4 separate regions of the Mus musculus genome follow, and all the other regions are linked to region 1. A link is a contact called in public Hi-C, HiChIP or PLAC-seq and promoter capture Hi-C data. All regions are on one chromosome and are shown on one strand. Each heading gives the region's core, a stretch centred on a gene start, on an enhancer-like site or on the middle of the called end of the contact. The rest is flanking DNA. Distances are from core to core; before and after follow the strand shown.

Region 1 (4,315 bases), core at 845-3,344:
ACTTGTGTATTTTCTTTAGAGAATTATTTATTTTGTTTCTATGAGTACACTATAGCTGTCTTCAGACACACCAGAAGTAGGCATCAGATCCTATTATAGATGGTTGTGAGCCACCATGTTCTTGCTGGGACTTGAACTCAGGACCTCTGGAAGAGCAGGCAGTGCCCTTAACTGCTAAGCCATCTCTCCAGCCCTATACTTGTGACTTTAAGGGTGGACCATGGTGTGTGTGGGTAGGTGAGTAGGGCTGGATGTTGTGTGAGGCAGATGAGGGCGAGTCTGAGAAGCAGCAGGGCTGATTCTCATAGCACCTGGGGCAAAAGTGCTATGGAGGGAGGAAAGAGGATAGAAGGTGTACTGGCTGGTTTTGTGTGTCAACTGGACACAGGCTGGAGTTATCACAGAGAAAGGAGCCTCGGTTGAGGAAATGCCTCCGTGAGATCCAGCTGTAAGGTGTTTTCTCAATTAGTGATCCAGGGCAGAAGAGGGCCCATTGTGAGTGATGCCATCCCTGGGCTGGTAGTCTTGGATTCTATAAGAAAGCAAGCTGAGCAAGGCAGGGGAAGCGAGCCAGTAAGTAACATCCCTCCATGGCCTCTGCATCAGCTCCTGCTTCCTGACTTCCTTTGGTGATGAACAGGAATGTGAAAGTGTAAGCTGAATAAACCCTTTCCTCCCCAACTTGCTTTTCCTTGCTTCTCGGTCATGATGTTTGTGCAGGAATAGAAACCCTGATTAAGACAGAAGGCCATTGCTGTCCACACACAACTGCAAGCAGGCTTCCCCAAGTTCTGGTGTCTGTCCAGAGCTGACTCCACTGGAGGGCAGGATGATCACACAACTAGCTCTGGTCCCTTCTAGAAACTGCAGGGATCCTCTTTCCCTTGCAATCTCTTTCCATCCTTCTACTGAGAAAGCTTAACTTCACACTCACTTTGTACTAACCAAGAGAGGCTTCATGACTGCCACTCCCTGCCTCCCAGCCTCTGTTGAAGGGAGTATTCAAGCTGAAACAATAAATTGGTAACAGACACAAACACATGTTTAGTTTGTAGGATTTATGGGTTTTGGACAGCAGCTGAAGTTCACCAGAATACCACCAGCACAGCACTTTATGGGGTTGGGGTCTCAGAAGGCTGAGAGTCTGTGGGTGGCCTATAATCTAATCTTAAGAAGTCCAGCGTTTGCAGGGAGGTTCTCTGAGCACTTAAGGCACACACAGGAGACTGGGATGTCTATAGAGACAGTTCTCTATGTCTTTAATTCACTATGCATAAACACTGTTTTAGCAATTTGGTGTCTTCTCTTTTGAAAATAAATATGATTAACACAAAATGCTATCCAGACTCTTTAAATCTTTTTTTTTTTAAAAGAAAAATTCTTTTGTAGTCTAGGATCACCTTGCATTAGAAGCAATCCTCCTGCTTCAGTCTCCTGCATGCAAGGACTTTAGGTGTCTGTCACCACACCTGGTTAAAACTTTTTTTCTTTAAAATACACACACACACACGGAGAGGGAGAGAGATCCAGATGAGAAGAAATTAAATTACAATATGGTGAGATCTGGGTGCACTGCACTAACACCCCCCCCCCCCCCCCCCGTTCGCCTTTCTTTCTCAGTTCCTGCTCTAAAGGTTCAGCTTTCGTGCGTGCCCAAGCATCTCTTAGTTTAGAGTTTCTTCTGGTTTCACACAGCGGGCAACCTTAGCTGGAGTTTTAAGTGTATCCGGAAGCTCATATCTAAACACTGGCAACAACACAAGCAATCCCTCCATGGGAGGGCGACTAGGTCTACGCAGCGTAGCTCAAGAACAGGTTCGGTTTGGGGTCCGGGTGGTGGGGGGGGCGGGGCGAGAGGGAAGCCTCTAAGTGCATCCCGCTCTGCCACAGGCTCCACCCACCACGCAAAACCTGGCAAGAACTACACAGTTCAAGTCATCCTAAGATTCGCATTCCCAGCCCCCTCTCCACCAGCCTCGCCCCACCCCCACCCCCCTCAGATCCCACTCATTCTCTCAGGCCCCGCCCACCCGGAACCACGCAGGCTTCGTCATCCCGGGCTCCGCCCTCACGCTGCACGGGGCCCCGCCCACCCGGCTCTCGGCTCTCCCACCCGGAAACTGTCCTGGCCGCCTACTCTGTTGTCCTCTCCTCCTGGGAGACTGGCGACAATTGCGGCCAGCGGGTTGTTTAGTTGACCTGTGAGCCACAGCTTCGGGTCATGGAGGGGGACGGCCCCGCCGCCACGGCCCCGCAGTACCAGCCGGTCTGTCCTACGCGGGACGCATGTGTCTACAACAGCTGCTATTGGTGAGAGAGCGCGGGCGCGGACCCCGGGAATCTGCGCGGTTTCGCGCGCCGCCACCAATGCGCCCCTCTCCTGGATGCTCCCCTGAGTGCTGCTGCTGGCCTACACTGCCCGGGTTTAGCGCCGGGATGAGGAGGGTGGGGAACGCATTTCTGGTCTCCTTAGCTGAGCCTGAGCAGTGGGGTGAAGTCGGGGCGTCTTAGTGCATAGGGACAAGGGAGGGAGGGGAGTTAGGCTGGAGACCCAATGGTAACTGTTGAAGTCTGCATTGATTCAGGTTGAAGTATACGTCTTTATAATTTTAAAGACAATGGAGACACAGAATTTGTGGTAGTAGGAAATCCAGTTCAGGCAACTGGCTACCCTGATTACCTTACTGGCATTACCTTACTGGCCATATGATAATGGTTGCATTTGCACCATCCTTGCCATATGCTAGGCATTGTTTTGCGTGCATGGTGTAAATTAACTCAGTTGAACCTCACAGTAATCCCAAGAGGTAGGTACTGGTGTGATTGCAGCTTGGAAGAACTCTGAGGTACTGAAGGGTGTGCTGCTGTTTTACACAAGGCCCCGGGATTGTGAGGTTAGTGTCCTAGGCTGCTTGTGCAAACACCGTTCACCTTGCCTTTTTTGTCCCTAGGCCTCATCTTCCTTTTGTGTAGGGACTGCTATCCCAACTCAGGAGAAACCTCAGGATCATTTAAATAGACTCCTCTCAACTCTAGCTGGTCACTCAAACAAGGACTCTAAGAACTTAGCATTCAGCTGTGACTGACCAGTGACCACTTTAGCTCAAGTCCAAGTGCTTGCCCTGGTTCTCAATCTTCCAGGGCTGTGACCCTTTAATACAGATCTTCTTGTTGTGGTGACCCACAGCTGTAAAAACTTCGTTGCTATTTCACAACTAATTTTGCTACTGTTAAGAATCGTAGTGTAAATATCTGATATTCAACGCCATGACCCACAGATTGAGAACAGGGGGTGGTAGAGCGATGTCTTGGAGACAGGTTCTGTGGTAATTATTGACACTACAAAGGCTGAACTATAGAATGGTTGTGGTTTGTCCCAGACCACACAACTAAGTGGAATGAGATCTGGAGTCTACATGGTGGTTGGGAGTCCTTCTTTTTTAGCTGTTGCATTATAGATCTGCTCCGCCTGGTTTCCAAATCCTGCTAGTTTTTATCTGGAACATTTACTCTGTGTCTTCCATTTATTTAGTAAATATTTCGTAGGGATGTGAAATGTATGTTGGTTGATTCTATGCACAGAGGATAGAGCAGTAAACAAGGTAGATAAATTTCCTGGCAGTGCCAAGGACTGGCCTCAGCTGGGACCGGGTTTCTGAAAGAAGGGGTGTTTGGGAGCAGTGAAAACTACTTGAAGTCAAATTGTTGGTCCATGCTGGTGGTCTATGTTCCGCTGATGTGGCTTTCTAGACTGCTCTCTCTGTGTCTGCTTGAGACAGCTTTTTCTTGCTATTCTGAAAACTTTTTGGTTGAAACAGCTAGCTTTCTGCTCAAGACAGCTCTCTCTGCTATTAAAAGTTCTAAAAGCTCTTTGGATAGCTCATGGGTTTGCTGACCAAGTCAGAAATCCTGTTAGAAATACTCAAAAAGTAATTCTTGGGTTTTCTGATCAAAATCAGAAAGCCAGAAAAAAAATTCTAAAAGAGCTGTGTTCACTCTTCTGCCAGCTTTTTCTGTTTAGCTGCTAGGAGACATGCTAACAGAGCTGTGTCAGTAAATCTTATTAGAGAAAATTCTAAAAGAGCTAAGAAAAGATCTGAAAGAGCTGTGGTCGCCCTCCTTACATTGTCCCACCATGTTCCAAATCCTGTTAGAAAAAAATTCTTAGCCGGGCTTGGTGGCGCACGCCTTTGATCCCTGCACTTGGGAGGCAGAGGCAGGCGGATTTCTGAGTTCAAGGCCAGCCTGGTCTACAGAGTTCCAGGACAGCCAGGGCTACTGAGAGAAACCCTGGGAGGGTGTGGGGGAGGGCGGG
Region 2 (4,315 bases), core at 518-3,017, 500 kb before region 1:
CTGGAGAAATACATCTACTTACTTCCCCCACAGAATCGGACTCTCACCCAAGGGTTTGGGTCCATCTGATTTATGCTGTAGGGTGAGCACAGAGGAGGAACCGGGGAAAGTAGCCAAAGGACATGCTAAGTGTGTGGTCACTGTAGACACTGGGTCCCCTTGCACAGGAGACACTCAAAGAACAGAGCAGGACGACCTCAGAACTGACCCATCAGTGGCCATCTGAGCTACTGATGGCTGCCCTTCTATACTGAGGAGAGAGACAGCGCCATTAGCTTTCTGGCCCTGCCTACTCCGTGTGAGGTTAAGCCTCCATGGGCCAAAGAGCAACCTTATAGCAAAGACACACTAGAAGCCTGGCGCTATACCTGAGTTGTCCACTGATGCTTTCTGGGGTAACCTGAGAAGACACAGGTTGAGAGTCTTTGTGAAATATAATTAGGAGGGAGAAGCAGGAGAAGACTCCCAACAGCCATTCTCAGCACAAACACCAGTTCCACCACACCCCACAGATGGGCACAATTCGCTTGATGCCATCACCTTAGAATGACCCAATGTCTTGGATTTTAGTCACCAAGTGCTTCTCAGACTGGCTACCTGTCTCTCTGCCTCAGCGTTGCTAAAGGGGATTGAGAAACCCAGCAGACAGTCTCTCAAGTCTGACCTGGTCCTTCTGGTTCCCAGCTGTCTTTATCCATCTCTCCCCCCTCAAGCCTAGAAGAGGCCTCTCCTCCTGTTAAGTTACCTGTGGAGATATCTGAGAACATGGATGGGATCCAATGCAAAAATTTTGGTGAAGCACCTAGCCTATGGCTGACTAAAATTGCTAACAATGGCCTGGCTTTCAGATCCAAGGAAAGGAACAGCAACAACGCTAGGCTGAGGGTAGAAAAATCCTGTTCTGCAATTCCTGAAGAGCATCATGCTCCTCATACTGCACAGTGACTCAGCCCAGGTACCTTCAAAGGGCTAGGGTTGATCCTAGACCTGTGTGTGTGTGTGTGTGTGTGTGTGTGTGTGTGTGTGTGTGTGTGTATGTTGTATGTGTGTGTGTGTTTCTCCAAATTCTAAGACATAAGAAATATAAAGTATGATCAGTAGGACAGGAAGGAAGGAATAACATTACTTTGTATATGTTTTGTTCTTGGTGGTTTGATTCATCAAATAAACCCTTTGTACTTCATCCAATTCTCTCAGTAATGCTGTGTTTGCCATGACTGTACCCATCTCAAAAGTGGGAAACAGAAGCTTAGGATGGTCAATAAATGCATAAAAGTCCCTGCTGTCATGAGCAATAGGACCAAGACTGAGTCCAAAGGCCATGACTCTTTCACCCCACTGCACTGTCCTTCCAAAAGATGGACGCTAAGAGTGGAGGAATAAGGACAGAAACTCACCAGAGAAGCCAAGGCTGTTTCCCATAAGGAAAGCATGGTGGCAGATGAGAGTTGAGACTGTTTATAGCACTTAAAAAGTTGACGGAACTCTGAAGGGAGATAGCCTGCTGTCTACCCCTGTGCCAGCAACCTCTGCACTGTCCCTGCTCTAGGGGAAAGTCTCACATCCACAGTCAGCGAATGCTGTATTCCCAACCGGCCCTGAGCTGAGACTGGAAGCATCAGGCCAATCAGTTCCCGTCTGAGAGCCTCTCAGTGTGGTTAATCTTCCCCATCTTTGCCTGGTCTCCCAGCTATAGTCACTTGGGAGAATAAGCTAACGTCACAGCAAGCAGGCAAGCCTGATTTAGGCAACTGGTTTCTCTATTCTGAGCCTATTTGGCTCTCTAAGCCAGAAGCCCATATGGTTGGAGAGAGATCCTGCTGTTAACAGCCTCCTCTGGGACCCAAAGACAGGAGAAACCCTATCCATTTCTACTCTTCCGTGTTTGCTCCATGCGACTGAATTTTATTTAAGCACCGAATTTGGACGGGAAAATGGAATCTCAGTCGCTGCTTTCTGGGTTTATGTTTTCAGCATCATTACCAGGACCAATAAATTAGAGCAGTCTTCAAACAGAATAAGTCAAGACCCAAACCTCCAAGGCACGCTGCTTCCCAAGCCCAAAAAACATCTTCTCCTGAGTGTTAGAAAACTGTAGAGTTGAAAGGGGCCCCAGAGACACTTCTTAGAGAGGAAAGAGAAACCAAAGCCAAAACCAGGGCAGGGGCTTAGCTGATCTCATGACACAGAGGCATTGACCTCACATACTTAGGTCACAAAGCTGGCATCAAAGAAAGACCGGTGGAGCGGGTCTTTATTTGACAAAGTGTAGCCAGCACCCAGGGTCTAAGATGGGTGTTTCTAGGTTCTTGGCCTCTTATCCAAAGAAAGGAAAGTAAGAGCTAGACCAGATTAGCAAAAGTAGCAAGAAAACTTTATCCAGAGGCAAGCGATACACAGATTAGGAATACGCCGTTGAAATTAGCAGCCGGCTACTGTTTGAAGCTTCCCTTTATGGAGCTCAGGAGGAGGGGTTTGCTTACTAACAGGCATAGATAGTAAGGTGATCCTCTGTTTTGATTGAAAGGCTAGGGGTTTTTGTGTCCTTTCCCATAACGCATCTGATTTTAATCATATGCCCACACACTTGTGCATAGGCGTTCCATGGTAAAACGATGCTTCTCCCGAAGAGTACACAACTGAGGTCCCAGTTGTGCCTTACTCTACATGAATCCAAAATCGATTCAGCCAAAACTGGCCTTTCTAGTCTTCAAAACCGGATACATTGAGAAAATATTTTAACAGAAACTCAGTTTGATCGTTGTTAGGAGAGGAGAAATGTACCCTTTTGTTTGGAAGAGTACACCTGCAGCCCTGTGCAGATGCAAGTCAGGGGTTGTTAGAGGCATTGCTTGGAGAGGGATGTATGCACACTACATGCAGGGAATAAGCATAATGAGAAGGAAGGTGTGCATAATCCAAAACCAGATGGAGTCCCAGGAATATGTCACTGTTCCCTTTGCTTGCCTGCTTCTGAAGGTTGCCCTCTTATCCCTGGGACAGAGTCAGCTCTGAGGAACATGGTGGATGTAAAACCTGCAGGCTCAGCCTTGACTCTGAAGGAGAAAGCTCCTTAGAGTTTATCAGCCTGTCTTCCTTAGTTGACTGATAGAGGGTCTTCACATCAACACAACTGCATGGGTTCAGTTTACACTGTCTTCAGAAAGGCAGGAAAGTTAGAGCTTAACAAATCTTCTGGTTCCACTTGAACAGCAAAACCCAAGGAATTCATTGGCAACTGTAGTCTTCACTAAAAAGAACAATCCTAGAGACCTAGCTTTCAGAATTCAAAAGCCTGAACCTGAAGAAGCACATTGATCAGAAAGGAGTCTGAAAGATGTTCCACAAACACTCTTAGTGTTCTATTGCAATAAGAAGACACCATGACCACAGCAACTATTATAAAGGAAAACATTTAAGTGGGGCTGGCTTATAGTTTATAGGTTTAATTCATTATCATCATAGCAGGAAGCATGGCAGCATGCAGCTGGTATGGTGCTGGCAAGGTAGCTACGAGTTCCACATCTTGATGCACAGGCAGCAAGAAGAAAATTGAGCCAGTAGGCCTGGCTTGACCATAGAGACCCCAAAGCCCGCCCCCAAGTGACCAACACTTCATCCAATGAAGCCCTACCTACTTAACAAAGTTACAAACCCTAATAGTACCACTTCCTATGAGTCTGTGGTGGCCACTTTCATTCAAACTACCACGCTGACCAAGGTCCCCGTGACGTCAGCCATGTGGCATTCCTTTTTCTAAGTGCCCCTGTATCTTACTCCTCACAACTCAGTGACATGAATTTGATTGTTTTCTTTCCTGTTGCACCTAAGTAGCTAAGGGCTAATGAAGAAACAAACCAGTCACATAGCCAGTAAGTGTCAAGGTAGGATTCAGCACAGCCACCAGCCTCCCAATGCTGCGTTTCTTGACTGTTGACATCACCCCTTGCTCAAAGGCCAAGTATTGGATCATTTCTGCTCCTGAGAATAAGAGGCAGTTGAGCCCAGCTCTATTTCCCTCAGATGGGTGTATCTGGCACACACAAAGTTACCAACAGGCTAATAGTGAGGAAGGAGTCTAATTGCAGGGATGCGTGGAGCCTTCCAGGAAGGGCAGACCTCAAAGCTCAGCTCTCAGAAATCAGGAAACATTGAGAACTTTGCTGGGGGACAGAGATCTCAACAAGAGTTCTAGAGACCCTAAACATCTCCATGGGAGTTCATACTTCCTTTCTCAGGTCTGTAGAGTGAGAGGGTAGAGAATGCCTTCAACTACTTTCTTGGAGGCTATTAACAAAAAATAGACTGACTTGAG
Region 3 (4,315 bases), core at 1,343-3,842, 440 kb after region 1:
ATTGTAATATCATTTAAATCATCAGTAAAGATAATATGTTCATTTATATTTCTTCTTGAATTTTATTCATAGCCATTGTTATTTTCCTTTTTAAACACATTTGAAATTTCATCTCCAAAAATGTTACTCTTCAAGAAGGTGGGGACATATCTCAGTCTTGATTCTAAAAGATCTGCTCTATATGTAACATTTCAGAAAAGCATTGGTGTGTCTTAAATATGTAAGACTGTATTATTTCATGCAAATTTGTAGTGAACTTTGATAGCAGTTACAATGAGTTTGTATGAAGTAGAATTCGAAAATCTCAAACTAATGCAGGGCCTGGGTATCATTTTCAATTTTTTTCTTAGTTAGAAACAATTAGCACACCATTGTTTGAACCTAAATTTAAAAACCTGGGTTTTGTGGATCTACCAACTTTTCATTGTGCGACAGAGAGTAGATTTTTTTTTCTCCAAATCTCTGGAATCACACAAATGGATTTTCACTAAGCAAGCTGCAAAACGGATCTTCTCTTTCAGAGTTTTTATCTCTGAAGCAGAAAAGAAGCCAAAGACGCTGAACCAAACTGCATTAGATAAGAAACGACTCACGCTCTGCTGGCAAGAGCTGGTATGTGCAAACCTATTTATATTTTGAACACAGCTAAAGCATGTGATTTAAAAATAAACCTCACAGATGCCGCATAGGTCGCAGGGCAGACAAGGACAAGGTTTAAAGGACATATTTTTCTGTGAGGTAGAAACAGCAGTGGAAGAGAATGTGTGTTGGCTAGGAACTCATCTCTTGGAGATTCATGGTGATGAGCTACAAGTCCAGGAGCTCAACTTCTTATTCACATGGAGTCCCCTGCCCTTGTTGATTTCTTCCGAAATTTGCACTTTGCTAAAGCTGGGCATTTAGGAAAAATAGATGCTCTTCCAGAGGACCTGGGTTTGAGTCTTAGCACATGGAGGCTCACAACTGTCAGATCCGGAAGATTTGCTGCCCTCTTCTGGCCCCAGCCGTCATTACACATGCAGATAAACCATGCACACACATTTTCCTTTCAAGGCTAGGCTGCTAGATTCTTTCACCTTGATGTCTGTCCCACAAACAAGAAGCTAAAAGAAGTAACAATTTTCTCCTCTCTCCCCACTGAAAATCCGGGTTAAGGGTTGCCAGACTTCTGGAGGACAGGTGGCTACTGATGCCCCTCTGTGCCCTGCCTACTAGCACGGTGTTTGTAGATGCTTAAAGATACCTTACAGATGCTCAGTCCTTGTGGAATGAGTGATGGCTGAAAAATGCCAGCCCAAGTCAGACAGACCCTGAAATATCTGACTGTAAAGTCCCACCAATAACACACAAGGGACATTTGGGCAACGCTGTGATAATTCTATTAATAGAAATCTCTTAATATTTGACTTGTGTCAGGGGGATTAAAAGATATGATCAGGATTCAGAAAGATCAATTTTTTTAAAACCCTAACTAATCCAAGTCCAGAGGCTAAAGCTAAACCCTTCCTTCATCTTTCTTTCTAGAATATTTATTGCCTGTCCCCTAGGATGTTCACGGAAGCTGGCTTCCATCATCCTCCAGGTCTTCCTGCTTGGTCCTCCCTCTGGTCCTCTAGTTGACTATGCTGCCTATGCCTTGACTCCATTGCATATTCTCGGCAGAGCTCTGCCTGCTTCTTGCCTACCAACTCTGGCTGGACCAAGTCCACAACATCAGTGTCTTTATAGTGCCTTGTATTTGTTACTCTTCTCACCACAGTGAAAGGGTTTATTCCGGCTGGGCTTTGAAAGGTTAATGCTCAGTCATGGCAGGACAGGGGTGGTGGTGTGCATGGCTGAGGGAGTGTGTAGCTGAGGCACTTCCCATCTCATAGATCATGAAGCAGAGAGAAGGATGACAATGTTCGGTGGGCTTCCTCCCTTTTATTCAGATTAGGTTTCTCAGCAGATGACAGTGACCAGCCCAGCCATTCAGGCTTAGCTCTTCTCTCCTCCTTAGAAACCCCCCCACGTACTTACTCAAAGCTGTGATTCATCAATGCCCAAGGTATTTAATTGAGTTGCCAATAAAACGTCACCATCTTAGTCTCACGTCTCTTGTCTCTAGGGCAGTATCTCTTGCCTCCTAAAGGAAACCAGATGTCTTGGAACACTTCCCACTCAGTATCTTCTACCGATCTACACCTTTCCCAACTTTCTTCTCCTTCCTGTATTGGGATACCCAGCTGTACTTACTGATTCAACCACAAGCCTGTGATCAATGGTGACTTTTTAATCCCTCATTTTAAACCATCCGTGCAACCCTAGATCCTGTTGATTCTCCCCCTTAAGCATTCCAGAACTTACTTCACTACTCGAGCCCCTGAGAACCTCTGGTATAGACTTTGCAGTAGACTTCCTCTAGCTTATCTTCCATTCAAGAATCAAAATGGCTTTTAAAACAAAATGCAAGGTGATTACTTGTTCTTAGCAAATCACTGAAGTTTGTCGATGTTAATAAAGTCTGGATTCCCTTTGCACGGCATGCAGAGCAAACAGTGTATGACCTAGCATTGTGGCCTTGTCCTGCAGTGTGCCCTCACTCTGGAATTGTGTTCTGACCAGCTGGACGCTTGCTGCTTGTATATCTGCACATGTGACTGCTCCCTCTGTCAGGGCTGTCATTTGTTTAATTACTGACTGATGGATTCCATATGGGTCAGGTCAGATTGAGATCCTCCGGGAAGCTTGGCTTCCCCCGTGTCTGATCTCATGAGGCTTTATACATTTATTTGTATATATTGCTTTCATTTCACAAAACTGTCAAAAGAACCATAGTGTACAGCTGTGTTCTCGGTACCTGGCAGACAGCAGGTATTCATTCTTTTGGTCAGCATTACCAGAAGGCTTCTTATATGTTGGGCACAGACAAAGTGCTAGGAACACAAAGCTGAAAGTTCTTAGTGTTTGTCCCTGAGGAATCCATAAATGGCCTTGCTTATTCATTCTGAACTTACTTACTACCCTCTGTGTGCCCAGGAGGTACCGTATGTCACAATGGTTGTTCAGGATAAGGACAAGGCAGGAACCCCCTGTCCAACTGCAGATTGGACAGGAGAAGACAGAATGCAGGCAGGCAAACGACACAGACATAAAAATAATCTTAGGTTGTGATTATGAAGGGAAACTCGCCAAACCCACAGAGAACAGGAAAATATTTGACAACCTATAATTCCGTGGCGACGTTTAAACCGAAGCTACATGAAGTCTAGAAAGAACATTTGTGCAATAAGATCTGTGTGTTATAGCCTTAGGGTAGAGCAGCCTTGGCATGCCCCAGGATCTCTTGAGGAGCCATGAGTCTGGGGCACAGTGGGAGAGGAGAGAACGCTATGAGACAGATAGAAAAGCACAGCCAGCTCACAGGGCCTTAGAAGGTACTGTAAAGACTGTTTTTATTTTTAAACAAATCCTGTAAGTATAGGTGGAATGAATGAGTAAAAGTAAGTATTGCCTTTGCTTCTTTCCTCCCTTCCTCTGTCCCTCCCTGTGCCCTCCTCCTCCATGTCCCTCCATGTCTTACAATACCTAACACAAGGCTGATCCCACATCTCCCAAAGGCAGAAGCATGAAGGCATCTCAAAGTTGACATCTGGCTTTAACTAGTCCTCTCTCCTACTCTCAGATTTCCTCCCCATCCCATATGCCTCACTGGGAAGGACATCCTCTAATCCTTCCTTTCTTGGCATGGTCTCATGTAGCCCAGGCTGAGCTCAAACTTTCTTTATGTAGTTGAGGATGGCCTCCCTCCCAGGTGCTGGAGTTACAGAGGTGTACCACCATGTCTGGGTTATAAAATGATGGTGTTTGGCATTTAACGCAGATGTTTCTCAGATGGCACCTTTGGCTGGAAGCATCCTTCATAGTTCTAAGTTGAGAAAGGGACATACATTCTGGACTGATCTGGAGATCGGGCCCAGGAGCTGTGTGGCTTTTTTTTTTTTTTCACCTTAAAATGGAAATCTTGGTACCCACCTCAGAAGGTCACTACGAAGAGTAATGAAAGAAAATTGCAGGCATAGAGTAATAACTCAACACAGCTTAGCTGTTGTTATTAGAGTTCTTATTAAGCACCAGGGAGCTTAGTTCAGCGACTGTCTCATAGTCACATGGTCTGGACACGCTTCTGCACTTCCTAGGTCTCAAACATCTCATCTATCTACCAAGGCAGAGATGGTACCTACTGTCTTTACTGTGGTAGATTTCTTGTGGACTCGGTAATCAACTCTACAGGCAAAGCTCACTGAGGATATGGGGAAGAAAGCTTTCCAGAGAG
Region 4 (4,315 bases), core at 628-3,127, 290 kb after region 1:
GAAAGGTTTTTTTGTTTTTGTTTTTATTTTTATTAATTTACTCTGCCAATTGAGGTGAATCCTGTATACTAGTGCCTCAGTCATCTGGGTATGATGGATCTTCTGTATAATCTGATGGAGAGCAAGAACTCGTTGTTTAGGAAAAAAGCGCATACACTATTTTATAAACTTAAGAAATGAGAAGAACGTGTGCCTGGGTTTTAGTCACAGTGCTCTTTATGGCCAGAGCAGATTGAGAACTCGTCTCAGTCTCAGATGTGTGCATTGGCTTATGTTCGGGTGGATTGTTCACAGTTGCAAGTACCAACTTCAGTAGCTGTGTTCACGTGAGATCATTTATGTGCTTTTAAAAACATGAATGTATTTTTCATTAATAGGAGCACATTAGACCCACAAAAGATGCTCTTATCGTGGGATGGCGGGGAGAGTAGGAGTCCCGTGCAAGAAGCCTCTTCTGCTACTGACACAGACACAAATAGTCAAGAGGATCCAGGTCAGCAGCCGCTCACCTCAGTGTGCTTTACAGTCTGTCTGTCGGTGCGCCCTATGTCCAGACACAGCCCTGCATCTCCTTTATAGCTCTGCTTTTGGCTTCCTATGTGGTGTGCAGTCTGAGTCCTTACCAGTGTTGTGAACACCGAAGGTATAGGACAAATAAGAACGTGGCATTTACTGTCAGGAAGTTAAGTTGAGGGAGGAAGGGATGGAGTATAGCCCCCCAACATAAATAGTCGTAGTGTCTGGGGCTGCAAAAATAAACAAAGTCCCAACCTTTGCCTTCAGGAATAGGATGTGGTTAGAGCGGCTGTGAATTCACTGGTCACACAGGAAAGGCCATGTTAGCCAGAGAGAGAGTGCCAGCTAAGGCCAAAGGGAGACGCTGAGGGTACTCGGAGCCTGGGCTGGCCTTTCTCCTGTTCTGCCTGTCACCTGGGCCACACACTCAGGAACATAAGCCTGTTGGTAGTGCTTATTGAGCTGATGATTACCAAGGATGTTTGTTTATGGTTTTCAAGGAAATTAACTGTGCTTGTAGGCTTTTCTCTTGCTCTGATAAAACACCAAGACCAAAAGCAACTTGAGGAGGAAAAGGGTTTATTTGAGCTTCCAGCTCACAGCCCGTTGTGAAGGGAAGCCAAGACAGAAACAAGCAGGAGTTCAGGCAAAGGCCCCTGAGGAGTGCTGCTCACTGGTTTGCTCCCCAGGCTCCAGCTCTTTCTCATACTTCCCAGGACCATCTGCACAGAGCTGGGCCCTCCCACATCAATCAGTAGTCAAGAAAATGCCCCACTTATGTGCCTTCAGGCTAGTGTCTCAGAGATATTTTCTCAATTGAGATTCTCCCTTCTTCAGTGATCCTGGCTTGTATCAGTTTGATTTGACAAACTAGCGCAAGAACACAAATCTAAATGTCTTAAAAAAAAAAAAAAGAAAGAAAGAAATGGTACATATCTGTAATCTTTGTACCAGGGAGCTAGATGCAGGAGGATTGGAATTCAAGGCCAGTCCTTGCTACATAGTGAGACCCTGATGCAAAATACTTGAATATCTTAAGACTATGGTATTGGTTATATTTAATTAAGTTTGTTTGGCTGTTCAGATAAAGCTGAAGCAAAAACTTAGTTCAGAAGATAAGCAAAGAAGGCTTTCATTGACTTGATTCCATATTTCATTTTTTTCTTTCAGCTGACACGGCCAGTGTGAGCAGTTTGAGTCTGTCCACTGGGTACACAAAGCGAATTGCATTCCTGTTTGACTCCACTCTGACTGCATTCTTAATGATGGGAAACCTTTCACCGGTGAGTGGTATGCTGTGGGTGTAACGAGGTTTCAGTAAAGATAAGATATAAAGTCATTTGCTGCTGTGCAAATGTCTTTAAGATTAGAACAGGTCCTGAAAGCAGCCAGCTGTGTTACATTCCTGTGAGCAGTGTGAGTGTCCAATGAGGAGTGAAGCACACGCTCACGTTGCCTGTCCTTCAGTTTTAATGTAGTAGAAGCATAGTAAATGTTGTTAGCATAAAAAAAGGAAAAGCAGAGTTTAATAATGTGCTTCTTTTTGCAGAACTTGAAAAGCCACGCAGTCACCATGTTTGAAGTAGGCAAACTCTCAGATGAGTCTCTGGACAGCTTCCTTATAGAATTAGAGAAGGTGAGTGCCCTGGGCTGCCCGTCTGGGACCTTTCCTACTGCACACCAGGGCGGCTCTCCAGTGTACATGCTCCTTGTCCTGGAGCTTGGGATATTCCTGCTGCTTCCTGTCTCTGCTCTACCCCATCTTCTCCTGTGGAGCTCTTTAGACGTCAGCACAGTGAAGGAGTGAATGAGTTCTGTGATTTGTAAGGTGACATGACTAACTTCTAATATGATTTGATATGCTGAGAAACAGGGTAGAGATATTTTAGCCCGTGTACTGTCTATAATCTTTTCTATCTAGCCTTTTATTATTTTTAATTTGATAGGACTGAGGTAAGGTCTGAGGCTGTTGTTATTTAAGTTTTTGTTCCTGTTGTTTTTAATGTGGAGCGGTGTTCCTGAGTGTTATAGTTATGCCTGCTGTATTGTCTCTCCCTGTGAGTGAGTGAGCCCAGTCCCTCACGCTGCTGCTGCTTCTCACTGCTTTCATCCTGGCCCCTGGTCTTTGTGTTCTCTTTGTCAGACCTGCAACCTGGCTAATAGTTTAAGTAGATTTTTGTGGTTTAGTTATGAATTTTATATGTTAAATGTTCAATTTAGAGAATTTGTAGTGGTTTTGTAATTCCTTTAGTCATAAATAAATAGGTTTTTACTATTCCATAGGAATTTTATATTCATTAGTGCAAAAAATATATGAAATAATACTGTTGTAATAAATGTTTAATGTCAGTTGGGGGTTTCTATCCATCCTTTGATCATTCAGTTCCCAGATAAAAGACATACAACTTTTATATTTATAATAAGCCTTTAACGCATTAGAGCTAGGCATATATCTATCCTCTAAGCTACTAAAACCCCCTTCCTCACTAATAATGCTGAGTTATAACTTGCCTTGTTCCATGTGGGCAGCTCTTAACCCCCATTGGCCAGTGCTCATGGCGGTGTGTTCATGACTCACATGTCCCATGGCATCTTCTCTCCCCACCTTCTCTCTCCCCTGCACCCCCTCCCCTCATGGTTCTCTTCAGACCCCAAGCCTGGGAACCCAAACTCGGCCTCCCTCTCTTCTTCCCAGCAATAGGCTGTGGGCATCTTTATTCAGTCAGTAGTTCTCAATTAAGAAGCAAGGTCACATAGCACCACTTGGTGTACACGTGGATTCTCTTGTCCCTGGGCAGCCCTTGGGCCAGTATTTAGTGGTACAATAAAGAGCAACAGACCAAACCTCAACATAATACCTACCAATTGGTTTTGTGTTTGTAATCTCCATTCCTTATTCTTCCAGATGTTTTGTTAGTTATGGTTTTTATCTCTTACTGTACACTTCATGTTCTGATCTGATTATTCTTGTATGCTTTTTTTGAATGAAGCAGAACTGGCTTTGGAACTTTTCCCTCTTTGAATCATACAGAGGACACAAAGCTTATAAACTGTGCTACTCTGGTTTATTCCGTTGTTAAAATTGTTGTACTTGGAGGCCTCCCAGTCATCCTTTAGATGATGGGACTTACTCACAGTTGGGTGAGGTGATTGGCTTCAGTATTTCCTGGGCAAGTTTTTGAATTACAGTTTTAGTTTTGGTGTTGTTGTTATTGTTTTTTAATATCTAATAATTTAATAACCTGTGTTAGTTACATGATTATTAGTGTGAATAGCATGAGAGTGGTGTTTAAAGAAAATCTGTTTTCTCTTGGTTTAGGTTCAGAGCACTGGTGAAGGAGAAGCACAGAGATACTTTGACCACGCACTTACTCTGAGGAACACTATCCTCTTCCTGCGTCATAATAAGGATCTGGTGGCTCAGACCTCTCAGCCAGACCAGCCCAACTATGGTACGGAAGGAGACACAGCAGTGATCATCTTCCCCATCTCCTTATTTGTCAGACACTGTTTCAGACATGCTGTCGCTGGCACACAGGACCTGTAGCTGGAAGCCTGCTCTCTGAGTACCTTATCAGCTGTTTCTCTCCTTTCACTCTCCTCTTCTCTTCTCCTGTATTACTGACATTTGTTAAATCTGCTTAGGACTTACAGAAAGGCTATAGAAGTAGTTATTCCTGAAGCTGTTAGACTTCACAGCTCAGTAGATGGTCAACACAAAATCAACTCAGTGGACACTTCATAGTCCTTTGTCTGGACATCCTTTGTATGAACATGATTTTTATTTATTTATTTTTTT

What was found. Promoter capture Hi-C pulls out the DNA fragments that hold promoters and counts their contacts. Hi-C and Micro-C count contacts between places; a contact is called where the count stands out from the background. HiChIP or PLAC-seq counts read pairs in DNA pulled down with a chosen protein or histone mark.
Region 2: a promoter capture Hi-C map of hippocampal neurons shows a contact between it and region 1, with 2.2 times the contacts expected there. The contact joins the enhancer-like site here to the promoter of Wdyhv1 in region 1. A contact is called at or near these places in 3 of 39 promoter capture datasets (hippocampal neurons and liver), 3 of 115 datasets of contacts at active chromatin or transcription factors (embryonic forebrain, embryonic limb bud and forebrain) and 1 of 9 other capture datasets (liver).
Region 3: a contact with region 1 is called in a Hi-C map of the G1E-ER4 cell line, with 4 times the contacts expected there. The contact joins the enhancer-like site here to the promoter of Wdyhv1 in region 1. A contact is called at or near these places in 5 of 39 promoter capture datasets (the 3T3-L1 cell line, the C10 cell line, cranial neural crest and 1 more), 2 of 484 Hi-C or Micro-C datasets (the G1E-ER4 cell line and immediate neuronal precursor), 4 of 115 datasets of contacts at active chromatin or transcription factors (the 230-238 cell line, large pre-B cells, memory CD8 T cells and 1 more) and 2 of 9 other capture datasets (adipose tissue and macrophages).
Region 4: a contact with region 1 is called in an H3K27ac HiChIP or PLAC-seq map of extraembryonic endoderm stem cells. The contact joins the enhancer-like site here to the promoter of Wdyhv1 in region 1. A contact is called at or near these places in 16 of 39 promoter capture datasets (the 3T3-L1 cell line, the HPC-7 cell line, cranial neural crest and 9 more), 1 of 15 datasets of contacts at CTCF or cohesin (the NIH/3T3 cell line), 2 of 484 Hi-C or Micro-C datasets (bone marrow-derived macrophages and nephron progenitors), 28 of 115 datasets of contacts at active chromatin or transcription factors (the 230-238 cell line, T-cell acute lymphoblastic leukemia, acute myeloid leukemia and 20 more) and 4 of 9 other capture datasets (adipose tissue, liver, macrophages and 1 more).

What each region holds. Positions count from the first base shown.
Region 1 is chr15:58,139,272-58,143,586 of GRCm38.p6, forward strand. Wdyhv1 (WDYHV motif containing 1) reads left to right here and starts at 2,095. Exons shown (of 6, transcript NM_029734.2): 1 at 2,095-2,310. The coding sequence starts at 2,222. It overlaps Gm23475 (a small nuclear RNA gene), which reads right to left and starts at 3,998; the gene lies at 3,937-3,998.
Region 2 is chr15:57,637,589-57,641,903 of GRCm38.p6, forward strand. The region is part of intron 1 of Gm35682 (a long non-coding RNA gene); the gene reads right to left. Among named protein-coding and RNA genes, the nearest start is that of Gm35682, 20 kb to the right of the region's middle. Within about 2 kb of position 1,768, at least 14 of the 459 cell types and tissues checked have an H3K27ac peak or open chromatin away from gene starts, as enhancers often do. A contact at or near this core is called in hippocampal neurons, where this site is marked.
Region 3 is chr15:58,577,354-58,581,668 of GRCm38.p6, forward strand. Fer1l6 (fer-1-like 6 (C. elegans)) reads left to right here. Exons shown (of 41, transcript NM_001370912.1): 16 at 522-612. Among named protein-coding and RNA genes, the nearest start is that of Gm36451, 18 kb to the right of the region's middle. Within about 2 kb of position 2,593, at least 14 of the 459 cell types and tissues checked have an H3K27ac peak or open chromatin away from gene starts, as enhancers often do.
Region 4 is chr15:58,430,829-58,435,143 of GRCm38.p6, forward strand. It overlaps Fam91a1 (family with sequence similarity 91, member A1), which reads left to right. Exons shown (of 24, transcript NM_145959.3): 12 at 378-493; 13 at 1,687-1,799; 14 at 2,066-2,152; 15 at 3,836-3,968. Among named protein-coding and RNA genes, the nearest start is that of Fam91a1, 18 kb to the left of the region's middle. Within about 2 kb of position 1,878, at least 18 of the 459 cell types and tissues checked have an H3K27ac peak or open chromatin away from gene starts, as enhancers often do. A contact at or near this core is called in extraembryonic endoderm stem cells, where this site is marked.